Linked DNA regions of Sus scrofa: all the other regions are linked to region 3. The links are chromatin contacts, called in public Hi-C maps. All regions are on one chromosome and are shown on one strand. The core of a region is the stretch at or near the end of the contact, and the rest is flanking DNA. Distances in the headings are between cores, read along the strand shown.

Region 1 (3,303 bases), core at 236-2,735, 750 kb after region 3:
TAAAACCTCAGGAGGACTCTTGCTTTAGAGCAGGGAGGTTAAGGATGGACTTCTAAAGGTGATGCTACCTGCACTGAATTTTTTTTTTTTTTTTTGTCTTTGGTCTTTTTGTTGTTGTTGTTGTTGTTGCTATTTCTTGGGCGCTCCCGCGGCATATGGAGCTTCCCAGGCTAGGGGTCGAATCGGAGCTGTAGCCACCGGCCTACGCCAGAGCCACAGCAACGCGGGATCCGAGCCGCGTCTGCAACCTACACCACAGCTCACGGCAACGCCGGATCGTTAACCCACTGAGCAAGGCCAGGGATCGAACCCGCAACCTCATGGTTCCTAGTCGGATTCGTTAACCACTGCGCCACGACGGGAACTCCCCTGCACTGAATTTTGATGGATGAGTAGGGTTTCATCAAGTGCAAGGGAGGGAAACATTTTGCAATGGCTCACTTTAGTGAGAGAACACATCTTTTTCAAAGGACATGAAATAGTTCAGGATGGCTGAAGCAAAGGCTGAAAGGCAGTGAAAGAAGGTTCTAAGGCAAATAGGAAGGGTTTGATTATAAACAGGCATTTTATAGGTGTTAAAGAATTTAGATGTTTATTCTGAAGCCAATGTGGAAGTTAAAGATTTTAAACACGGAGGTGACATGATCATGAGATCCAAGTTTTACAATGATTGTTATTAAAGGCAATGATGATAAAGGCAATTGAAGATGAGCTGATATGGGGGCAGCTAAAAGGTAGAGAAACTGAAAGGCTGTTACTATCTTTGGGGTGGGGAAGGTGGCTTCAAAAGTAGCAGTGGTACTGAGAGAAAAGGATAGGCAAGGCTTGAGTAGTTAAAGAAGTGGAAGTATTCCCTATGGAAATGATGTGAATAAATGGGGTGTTGAGAGCCAATCAGTTTATAGGGAGTATATAGCATTTGATACAAGAGCAATGACTAGCTTGAGTGGAGAGCCAGACCTAACCAATAGTTGGTGATGAGGCTGAAAACACTGATGGAGTCAGCCTGTGGCGAGGCTATTAAACAGGGTAAACAATTAGGATTTTACATTTTCCCCAGCAATATTAAATTTATAAATCATTTTTTATTGTGGCAAAATACAAAAAAAAGAACCACTTTATCCATTTAAAGTGTACAGTACACAACACTCACATTGTTGCACAACCATTAACACTGCCTACCTCTAGAACTTTTTCATCTTCCTAAAGTGGGATTCTTGGAGCTCCATCGTGGCTCAGTGATTAGTGAATCCGACTAGGAACCATGAGGTTGCCGGTTCGATCTCTGGCCTTGCTCAGTGGGTTAAGGATCTGGCGTTGCTGTGAGCTGTGGTGTAGGCTGCAGACGCGGCCCAGAACCCGCGTTGCTGTGGCTCAGGGGTAGGCAGGTGGCTACAGCTCTGATTCGACCCCTAGCCTGGGAACCTCCATATGCCACAGGAGCGGCCCAAGAAATGGCAAAAAGACAAAACAAACAAACTAAACTGGGATTCTTTACTCATTAAAAAATACCTCCTCATTCTGCCCTACGCTCTTGACCATGGCAACTAACATTCTATTTTTCTTTCTCTAGTGGTAGGGCAACTCTAGGTAACTCACGTAAGTAGAAACACAGACTAGTTGCCTTTCTGTGTCCAGCTTATTTCATTTAGCTAAATCACTTTAATAAACACCCTGGTTATTCAGTAGCTGTTTTCTAATTTGCATACTACTTTATATGCTATATTTTATAACAAATGTCCAGCTTTTCTTATTTGACCAAATCTTTTCCACTTAAGGACACGTCACTCTAGCAAATTGTAAACTCAGAGATCTTAATGACAATTTAGTCTACCACTATGCTTGCCATAAGGAGCTTTTTATTGGTCTGCTTACTTTTAAGTGTCTTTATAATGTGAATTATTTTCATTTCATTATAGTTTATGGGCGCTAGACCTTTTGCAAAATTCTACCTAGTACCTTAATGGTACTAGGCAGTTAATAACAGCAAACAGAACAACTGAGGCAGGAATTAAACTTATTTGGCCAGCCAGGAGAAAGGAAGTTAATGGATTTAGGATGCTGATATGAAGGCTCTCTCTTGATACTACGTACTTTCCCTATCGATAGAGCTGAATTGACTTTAAATTGGAGAGAACTGAAAACATAGACACTTCTCTTATTTCTAGCTGGGGAAAAGTCTGAAAGTTTCAGATGGTTGGAAACTACTTGAGAAACTGTCAAGGGCTAGGGGAATCCCTGGATCATTAGTGCTCTGCCCATAAGTAGAGCAATTCTGGACAAGACACTAATCCTCTGAAGATCTCAGTGCGTTAGATTAGACCAGCTCGTTCTTCCCAATCTTGTCCACATCACAGCGCAGCACACCTGTAACCCCCCGGTGGTCGCCGTCCCGGCATATCCTTGTGGACGCTCTCAAGGGAGCCCTCCCATCCACACGTTCCTTCCAGCTGACGAGCCAGGCAGTCTGTTACTGAGGACAAGCTGGGGTTCCCGCTGCTTCTGACGTCAGCAGCCTTTCCTTCCTTGTAAAAACAAAACAAAACAAAACAAAACTCCAAAGTCTTTTTTCCTTAAGAGGAGCAAGGAATGAAAACCCTCAAGCCACGCAATTACGCAAAACTCGAACTACCGCACTTGCCCAGCACGCTCTCTGCGAATCTTACGTCTCTTCCCAGCAGGCTCCGGGAACCACCGCGAGACTTCATTAGTTCTCGCGAGACTTATCGGCAGCCATCTTCTTGGGGGTGCTGGGAGCCGGGAAGACCCCCCGAATCGTTCCCATTCAGCTGCCCTTCGTCTTCGTTTTCTTCACTTTTGCCTCTTCTGCATTGCCAGCAACACCCGGCCCCAAGGCTTGAGAGAACGCCCGGGTCTAGGCGCGTGTCGCGCTCTGGTCCAGGAAGATTCGCAGGGGTGGAGGGAAGGGGGAGGGCCCGGGCAAACCGTTGCTGCCTCAGCCGGGGCCAGGGTCCGGGGAGGGGGAGTTCCTGACACCCCGTGGACTCGCGGCCTGCGGCGGTCCCCGCGGAACTGTTCGCTGATCAGGGCTCGCGGGAACCTGCCACGGCGCCTCCCACCGCGGCCCACGCGGGCGGCGCGCGGAGGAGGGGGCGGGGGCAGCGGCGGCTGTAGCGGCCGCGACCTGGGCGGGCGGAGGAGTGTGACGGGCCTCGGGGCCGCTGTGGATGGTTTCTAAAATGATCATTGAAAACTTCGAGGCACTCAAGTCCTGGCTCAGCAAGACTCTCGAGCCCATGTGAGTACCCGAGGGCTGTTTCCTTGCAGGGATAGAAGTGGGAG
Region 2 (3,678 bases), core at 1,149-3,648, 560 kb after region 3:
GACACAGGTTCGATTTCTGGAGTAGCTCAGTGGGTTAAGGATCTGGCGTTGCCATTAGCTGTGGTGTATGTAGGTCGCAGACACAGCTCAGACCTGGCATTGCTGTGGCTGTGGTGTAGACTGATAGCTGTAGCTCCAATTGGACCCCTAGCCTGGGAACCTCCATATGCTGTGGGTGTGGCCCTATAAAGACAAGGAAGAAAGGAAGACAATTCCTTAATCCCATTTATTCAATTATTTATATCGGTATGGACCATCTATTTTAAACTATGGGCTATAATACAACACTTAAGTATGTTGTTCCTCAAGTTGGTCTAGTTTTGAGCCTTGGAGCTTCCTCACTTTGGTTCCAGTGGCCTTTTGACATGTTCCAGTCTTTCTTTTTCTATCATTCCTTTCTTTTGGTACCACAGGATAGTCCATTTCATCATGTATATTTTCTGCCCCTATCCTGTAAGGAATTTTCTGAGAACCCCTAGTTCCTCTAATTAGAGAATGGTATTTAGAAACCAAGATCTGGGTGCTAGGATTGCTTATTGCTACTGGGGTGTCATTGCTCCTAGACTCTCAACAGGGAAGGCTATGAAATAAGCTCATGTATACCTACACAAACACACACCTGTGTGTGTGCATATGCATGTGTGTGTGCGTGTGTGTGTGTGTACTCAAGTGCCTTGAGTTCATATTGATATTTCTGATTCTAAATCAGCACAAGATTCATTTTAGCCTTCCTTTTCTTATTTTACCTTTTTCTTATAAACTTGACTCTCAGTATCTACAATGCATTTTCTTATTCCCTTAATCCTAGTATACTCATAAATTACATGAGTATACCTAGAAGAAACATTTGCTAACTAGAGAACAGTTTGTGTTTATAGGGTTGGGGCTTTTTGTTTGGTCTTGTCTTTAGCCTGCAACATCTAGTCAAAATACTTTCCCAGAGTTACTCAAATTAGTTCTTAGCACTTCCATTCCCTTCAGTGAGGTTATGTTATTCATAATATAATCAGGTTCGTTTGTCACTATCTACATTCCATTTGGGGACCACTACATCCTGGTTGACTTTTTGTACATGAACCATTACTGTGGTTCTTAGAGTCAAAGATATTGAAATTTTAGCCTCAGAGAAGAGTATAACGCTTCCCTATCCACACAATCCCATTCCCATCTGTCCCTTCTCCACCCATTTTCCATCTACCTATTTTTCCCTAGTGGTTACCTTCATACATATATCTTATTTATTTTTTGCTGTTTAGGACCACACCTGCAGCATATGGAAGTCCCCAGGCTAGGGGTCGAATTGGAGCTACAGTTGCTGGCCACAGCCACAGCAACACCAGATCTCTGACCCACTGAGTGAGGACCAAGGATCAAACCTGCATCTTCATGAATACTAGTGAGATTCATTTCCACTGTGCCACAGTGGGAACTCCCATATATCTTGTTTAATGCCTTTAGTGTCTTGTTTTCTCATTTAGCTTTTTACCATCTAGTTTTTCTTTTAATGTCCATTTATTGCTTATACAGCAACCAACTTTTTCTATTTTCTCCTTCTCCCTTTAACTCCCAACCTTTAGTTGCACTATTTCTACTTGTGTTACAGTATGACATTTGTAAATTCATTTTCTACCCTCAGTCCTACTCTTATATAGTAGGAGTTGCAGCTTTATATATTTTTAAATGCTCACCTTCAGGCCATTTGCTGAAATTTTACCAGTCACCACAAAGTTGGATAAAGGGAGGTGAGTACGGAATTCCAAGTTCTATGTTGAGAATTGTTTTTCTGTAACTTAATATTTAACAGACACCTTGGTTGTATGAGAAACCCTTGGTTATCCACTTTTTTTTCCCTTTTTGACAGCCATACCCGCGCCATATGGAAGTTCCCGGGTGAGTGGTTGAATTGGAGCTGCAGCTGCAGGCCTACACCACAGCCATGGCAACACCAGATCTGAGCCATGACTGTGACCTACAACACAGCTTGTGGCAATGCTGGATCCTTAACCTGCCGAGCCACAATGGGAACTCCAGATTTTCTTTTTAAATGTGCTCTCTTGCTGCCTTTGCTTTGTGAGTGAATTTTCAAAAGTCTGATCCCTAACTGTCTTGGCTTTGAAAGTTATTTGAATGTTTTACAGGAAGGCCTTGAGAAATTTATCCTAATCTCTGAAACCTAACACTGATATATTTTGAATTTTATGTGTAAATAATCATATGAAACAAGTGATATTTTTCTTGTTTCCTTTCCAATTCCCTTCCATCCTTCCTGTTTCTGCCTGCCACCATGGTCCAAGCATGGGCTAGGACCACTTTCTCAATTATAGCCCAGTCTAGTCCTACTCCCTGTGAATAATTCTCTATAACTCCTGGCTCTGTGCTCTTGGTCCTGCCCTCTGAGTCATCCTTCCTTTTCCATAAAAATAGCCTGGGGTTGCAGCAGAGTAGAATTCTAAGCTTATTCCTATTGACAGTAAGTTGGAAATCCAAAGTTTCCTTTTCACTTTGTGCTGGCTCTGCCCTCTTCAGTCCAAGCTGGTATAAGCAGACATTTAACTTAAATATAAAATGCTAAGACAGAAAGCAATAAATTAAAAGTATACTAAACACTTAAAGAGGCAATTAAGAAAATAAGCAATTTTAGGCTCTGGTGCCAGGCAGACTTTGGTCAAATGTACAATCAACCACTTGCTAGCTCTGTAAACATGGGCTCATGGGTGTTCTATTTCAGTTCTTTTATCCTAAAATATGGGTGAGGGGTATAAACGAGTAAACTCTTAAAATTCTTTCAGGAGGGAGTTCCCTTCATGGGTCAGCAGTTAATGAACCTGACTAGTATCCATGAGGACTCGGGTTCAATCCCTGGCCTTGCTCAGTGGGTTAAGGATCCAGAGTTGCTATGAGCTGTGGTGCAGGTTGCAGACGAGGCTTGGATCTGGCATTGCTGTGGCTGTGGTGTAGACCGGCTGCTACAGCTCCAATTCGACCCCTAATCTGGGAACCTCCATGTGTCACGGATGCAGCCCTAAAAGTTAAAAAAAAAAAATTCTTTCAGGAGTTCCCTGGTGGTGCATCAGGTTAAGGATTCAGTGCTATCACTGCTGTGGCTTGTGGCACAGGTGTGATCTCTGGCCCCGGAACTTCTGCATAACACAGGCACAGCAAAATAAATAAAACACTTTCAGAACTGCTGCATGGTGGAAACTAAATACATTCTAGTTATTGCAAAATGGTTGTTATTCCTTCCTACCCAGCATTTATATAAGTTCAGTACAGATTAACAAGGAAAAATTTGACAGGAAGAACTGAGCAAAGAAGGATTACAAGCTATTTAGCCATTTTTATCAATGTTCTTAAAAATATAATAGTGGTACAGAGTTCCTGTCGTGGCGCAGCGGAAACGAATCTGACTAGGAACCACGAGGTTGTGGGTTCGATCCCTGGCCTTGATCAGTGGTTTAAGGATCCAGTGTTGCGGTGAGCTGTGTTGTAGGTTGCAGATGCGGCTCAGATCTGGCATTGCTGTGGCTGTGGCGTAGACTGGCAGCATATGGCTCCGACTAGACCCCTAGCCTGGAACCTCCATATATGCTGCAGGTGTGGCCCTCAAAAGACAAAAAACAAAAAAATTGTGTGTGTGTGTATGTGTGTGTGTGTGTAGTGGTAGGATTATTATTTGCA
Region 3 (3,260 bases), core at 242-2,741:
TGATTGAAAGAGACCTTCATTAAAATCTGACAGACCTTCAAATACAGATTTTTTAAAATTCTAAGTGTCCACAAGTTGTGAAAAGCTAATCTCTAAGGTACACACTGAGAGATCGCAAAACAATTTTCATTTAGAATGGATTTCTGTTTGAAATACCAAGCATCTATAAAAATCAACAGCCATCATCATAGAAGGGAATTGTTTTGTGTTATTTATTTATACTTATATTTTTAATTATTGGTAAGGTCAATCAGAGGTTGGCAGATTTTTCCAGAATATTCAAGGAGGAAAAGACACACACAAAGAGAACACAAAGACAGGCGCAAAAAAAGGCATTTAAAAAAAAACCCAAAAGCCCAAAATAAACTTCTTTAAAATACCAGACTACTTCAGTTATGACACATGCACTAGCTTGGGGTTCCTAAATCAGCAGACTGAAGAAAAACTGCCTTGTCATCAGAATGCCAAAATATATAGCTCTCACGAGGAGCAGATACATGGAGCTATAGGTCTAAATCTAAACTCTCTCTGTGGAAGAGAACACACTTTAGCTGTGTAATAAGCTGAGCCCCTGCACCAAGACATGAGAAATTACACCAAAGCTCTTCTAATGACACGCCACTAAACCCGTTTTCCTTTCAAAGGGGAGGAGAGCACAGACAAGGGACAGTCACTGCAGCAAACAGAATGCAAAAATGAAAAGCTGAAATCAAAAGACCGATGAAAGCATAACATTAAAAAGAGAAGTGTTTAGCTGCTAAATCATCCAAATTGCTTTGCCAAATTTTGACATGCTTGATTTCCTGTAGTAAAAAATCTCCTCTCTTTTTTTTCCCCCTTTCTTTGAAAAAAAAAAAAAAAAAAGTGAGGAAAAATAACCAGCTGTTCCTTGTATAGTTCAGGAAACAAGTTTGATTTATTACTTGAAGGTTATTTTTGAATGAGCTGCTTGTGGCAGCCAGAGTGCAAGAAAAGTCACTGAGGCCTGTCCACTTGAAGGGCTCAAACTGTTTCCTGAACAGTCCTTCACTCCGCACCTCCAACGGCTATTATTGACAACGTGTGACTGGGGCCTTCCAGGATTTTAAAACAGCAGGGGTCCCGACCAAACAATCGGGCTGTCAATTACCTTTTCCCCTGTTGTGAAAAAGGGGCCCAGGACAATGCAACTTCCCAGCGGGACGCCCTGCAGCTCCCAGTCCGTAACCCACTCTTGGCCCCGTTCAGCATTCAAAACCCAGTAAAGGGTCGGTGCCTTCGCTTTTGTCTGTGTGTGTCAGCGCCAACCAGAGTGCCTGCAAGGTGGATGTCTCCACGGACGGAGTTTTAAGTTCTGGCGTGGGCAAGAGGGGCTGCCTGCATTGCTCTCTCTGGTGCTCGCGTTTGTTTTTTCGGTAAGATCCCAACGCACACAAAGAGCACGCACCCCACCCCCCGCCGCCCCTTCTGTAGGCACGTCCTCCGGGAACGCCCAGCCCTCTCCACCTAGACTGTGGCTTGAAAAACTTCCTGTGCGCATTGATGACTCGCTGTGAGGACTGTCCATCATCCCGCCCCTTTGTCCGGCAGTCACTTCCATTCGCATTTGACTGACTGAGGAAGCCTGAGTTATTTGTAAAGAACAACAAGGCTTTTCATTCATAATTTTCGTAGGGGGACAGGGTGCTAATGACTGAGCTTGAATAACTCGGGAATGCGGTATTCAAGGCAGGAAGAAGCCCAACCGACTGCCAAATGAGGGCAGAGAGGATGTAGGTGAAAAGTGCCCGGGTAAAAAGCCAAACAATGGCAGGAGGATTACACAGGTCTGCAAATCCAAAGCGAGGTTTTAAAAGGTGAGACCCTCCGAAAGATGGAAGCGGGAAGGAGGGCAGGGAGAGTCTAACAGGATTTCATTAGCGTTGGGATCAAGTTACATGGCAGAGTTTACAGAATCCGAAACCCATAAAGGGTCGACAGAGGAAGTGATCTTTTCTTCCACTGCTGGTTCTCCTACAAAAACAGAAAAAAAGTTAAAAAAAAAAAGTAAAACTGGTTCTCACTCTCTTTTGGTACCTTTCACAGGTTCAGACAAAGAGAGTTTGTTTTGCAGGGGTACTCAGCTTGGCAATCCAGTCTAGGTTCCAAAGAGCTTGCTTTACTTTCAGGTCTCTCGTCAATTTTATGTATATGCAGCGTAAACACAATGTATAATAATTTTATATACCTGCTGCTTCCAAGGGGGAGAAATTGCACAAATGTCAATTTCTGGCCTAATTTAACTATATAGATAAGTATTACAAATGTTTATTCTCTTGTTAAAACAATACAATTGTAGTCTGGTTTTTTAAATTAAGAAATTAAAAGTATCACATTGAATTTCTTAAGGCACAATTTTATACATTAGAGTATAGAAAATAATCCAGAATAACAATGTTGCACATTTTAATATAATACAGAATGATACAAGCTGCTTTAAAAAAAAACAATGTAACTCCATACATGAAGAATGTTTCAATCATTATTAGAAAATGTTTACTATGTCTTTTTGCTAAAGCATGTCAAGTAAAAGTTAACACATACTAATTTCGGAAGAATTCAGCAAAAATAAATTAGCAGGCAGTAGGATTCTAGTTCTATCTCTGTTGAGTCTACTAGCCCTCGTGGCCTTAGGAAGCACTTAGAGATACTGAGGTCCAAGGTCGAAGTTCAGATTCTGGGCCAGGGGTCTACTTAGCTCTAAGTCCTAAGTCACAAACTGATTCAACAAACATTCCTTAAAATTGAGGCACTAACTACCATCATTGTGTCATTAAAATCCATTATCTCATATCACTCTGACAACCATCCTCTTCTGACCAATGGGAAAACTGAGGTGCGGAGACTCTCCAGTACTTCCCATCTGTTTCCACCTGAGTCCCCAACAAAGGCAAAGGAGAATGAACACACTCTTGGAGCATTTCCAAAACTAACCTGAACGTAGACCTCAGGGGGATTTTATCATCATCATCATCATTATTTTGGCCTTGTGTTTTAAGAATGTACATGAATTTAAGTGTTCCCGCTGTAGCTCAATGGGATTGGCAGCATCTCTGCAGTGCCAGGAGGACGTAGGTTTGATCCCCGGACCAGGACAATGGGTTAAAGATCCCACATTGCCGTAGCTACAGCATAGGTCACAACTGCAGCTCAGATCTAATCCCTGGCTATATCCCCACAAATTCTTAATTAGTTTTTTCCAGCTTTATTGGGGTATAATTTAGAAATAAAATTGTAATACA

The links. Hi-C and Micro-C count contacts between places; a contact is called where the count stands out from the background.
Region 1: a contact with region 3 is called in a Hi-C map of epiblast stem cells, with 1.8 times the contacts expected there. The contact joins the promoter of RBM26 here to the enhancer-like site in region 3. A contact is called at or near these places in 2 of 5 promoter capture datasets (fetal liver and liver) and 4 of 47 Hi-C or Micro-C datasets (embryonic fibroblasts, epiblast stem cells, fetal skeletal muscle and 1 more).
Region 2: a Hi-C map of embryonic fibroblasts shows a contact between it and region 3, with 2.7 times the contacts expected there. The contact joins two enhancer-like sites. A contact is called at or near these places in 2 of 5 promoter capture datasets (fetal skeletal muscle and liver) and 1 of 47 Hi-C or Micro-C datasets (embryonic fibroblasts).

What each region holds. Positions count from the first base shown.
Region 1 is chr11:51,419,926-51,423,228 of Sscrofa11.1, reverse strand. RBM26 (RNA-binding protein 26) reads left to right here and starts at 1,485. Exons shown (of 22, transcript XM_013980610.2): 1 at 1,485-3,259. The coding sequence starts at 3,189.
Region 2 is chr11:51,614,286-51,617,963 of Sscrofa11.1, reverse strand. No RefSeq gene overlaps it. Among named protein-coding and RNA genes, the nearest start is that of NDFIP2, 120 kb to the right of the region's middle. Within about 2 kb of position 2,398, at least 4 of the 83 cell types and tissues checked have an H3K27ac peak or open chromatin away from gene starts, as enhancers often do. A contact at or near this core is called in embryonic fibroblasts, where this site is marked.
Region 3 is chr11:52,171,937-52,175,196 of Sscrofa11.1, reverse strand. No RefSeq gene overlaps it. Among named protein-coding and RNA genes, the nearest start is that of SPRY2, 15 kb to the right of the region's middle. Within about 2 kb of position 1,491, at least 67 of the 83 cell types and tissues checked have an H3K27ac peak or open chromatin away from gene starts, as enhancers often do. A contact at or near this core is called in embryonic fibroblasts, epiblast stem cells, fetal liver and 3 more, where this site is marked.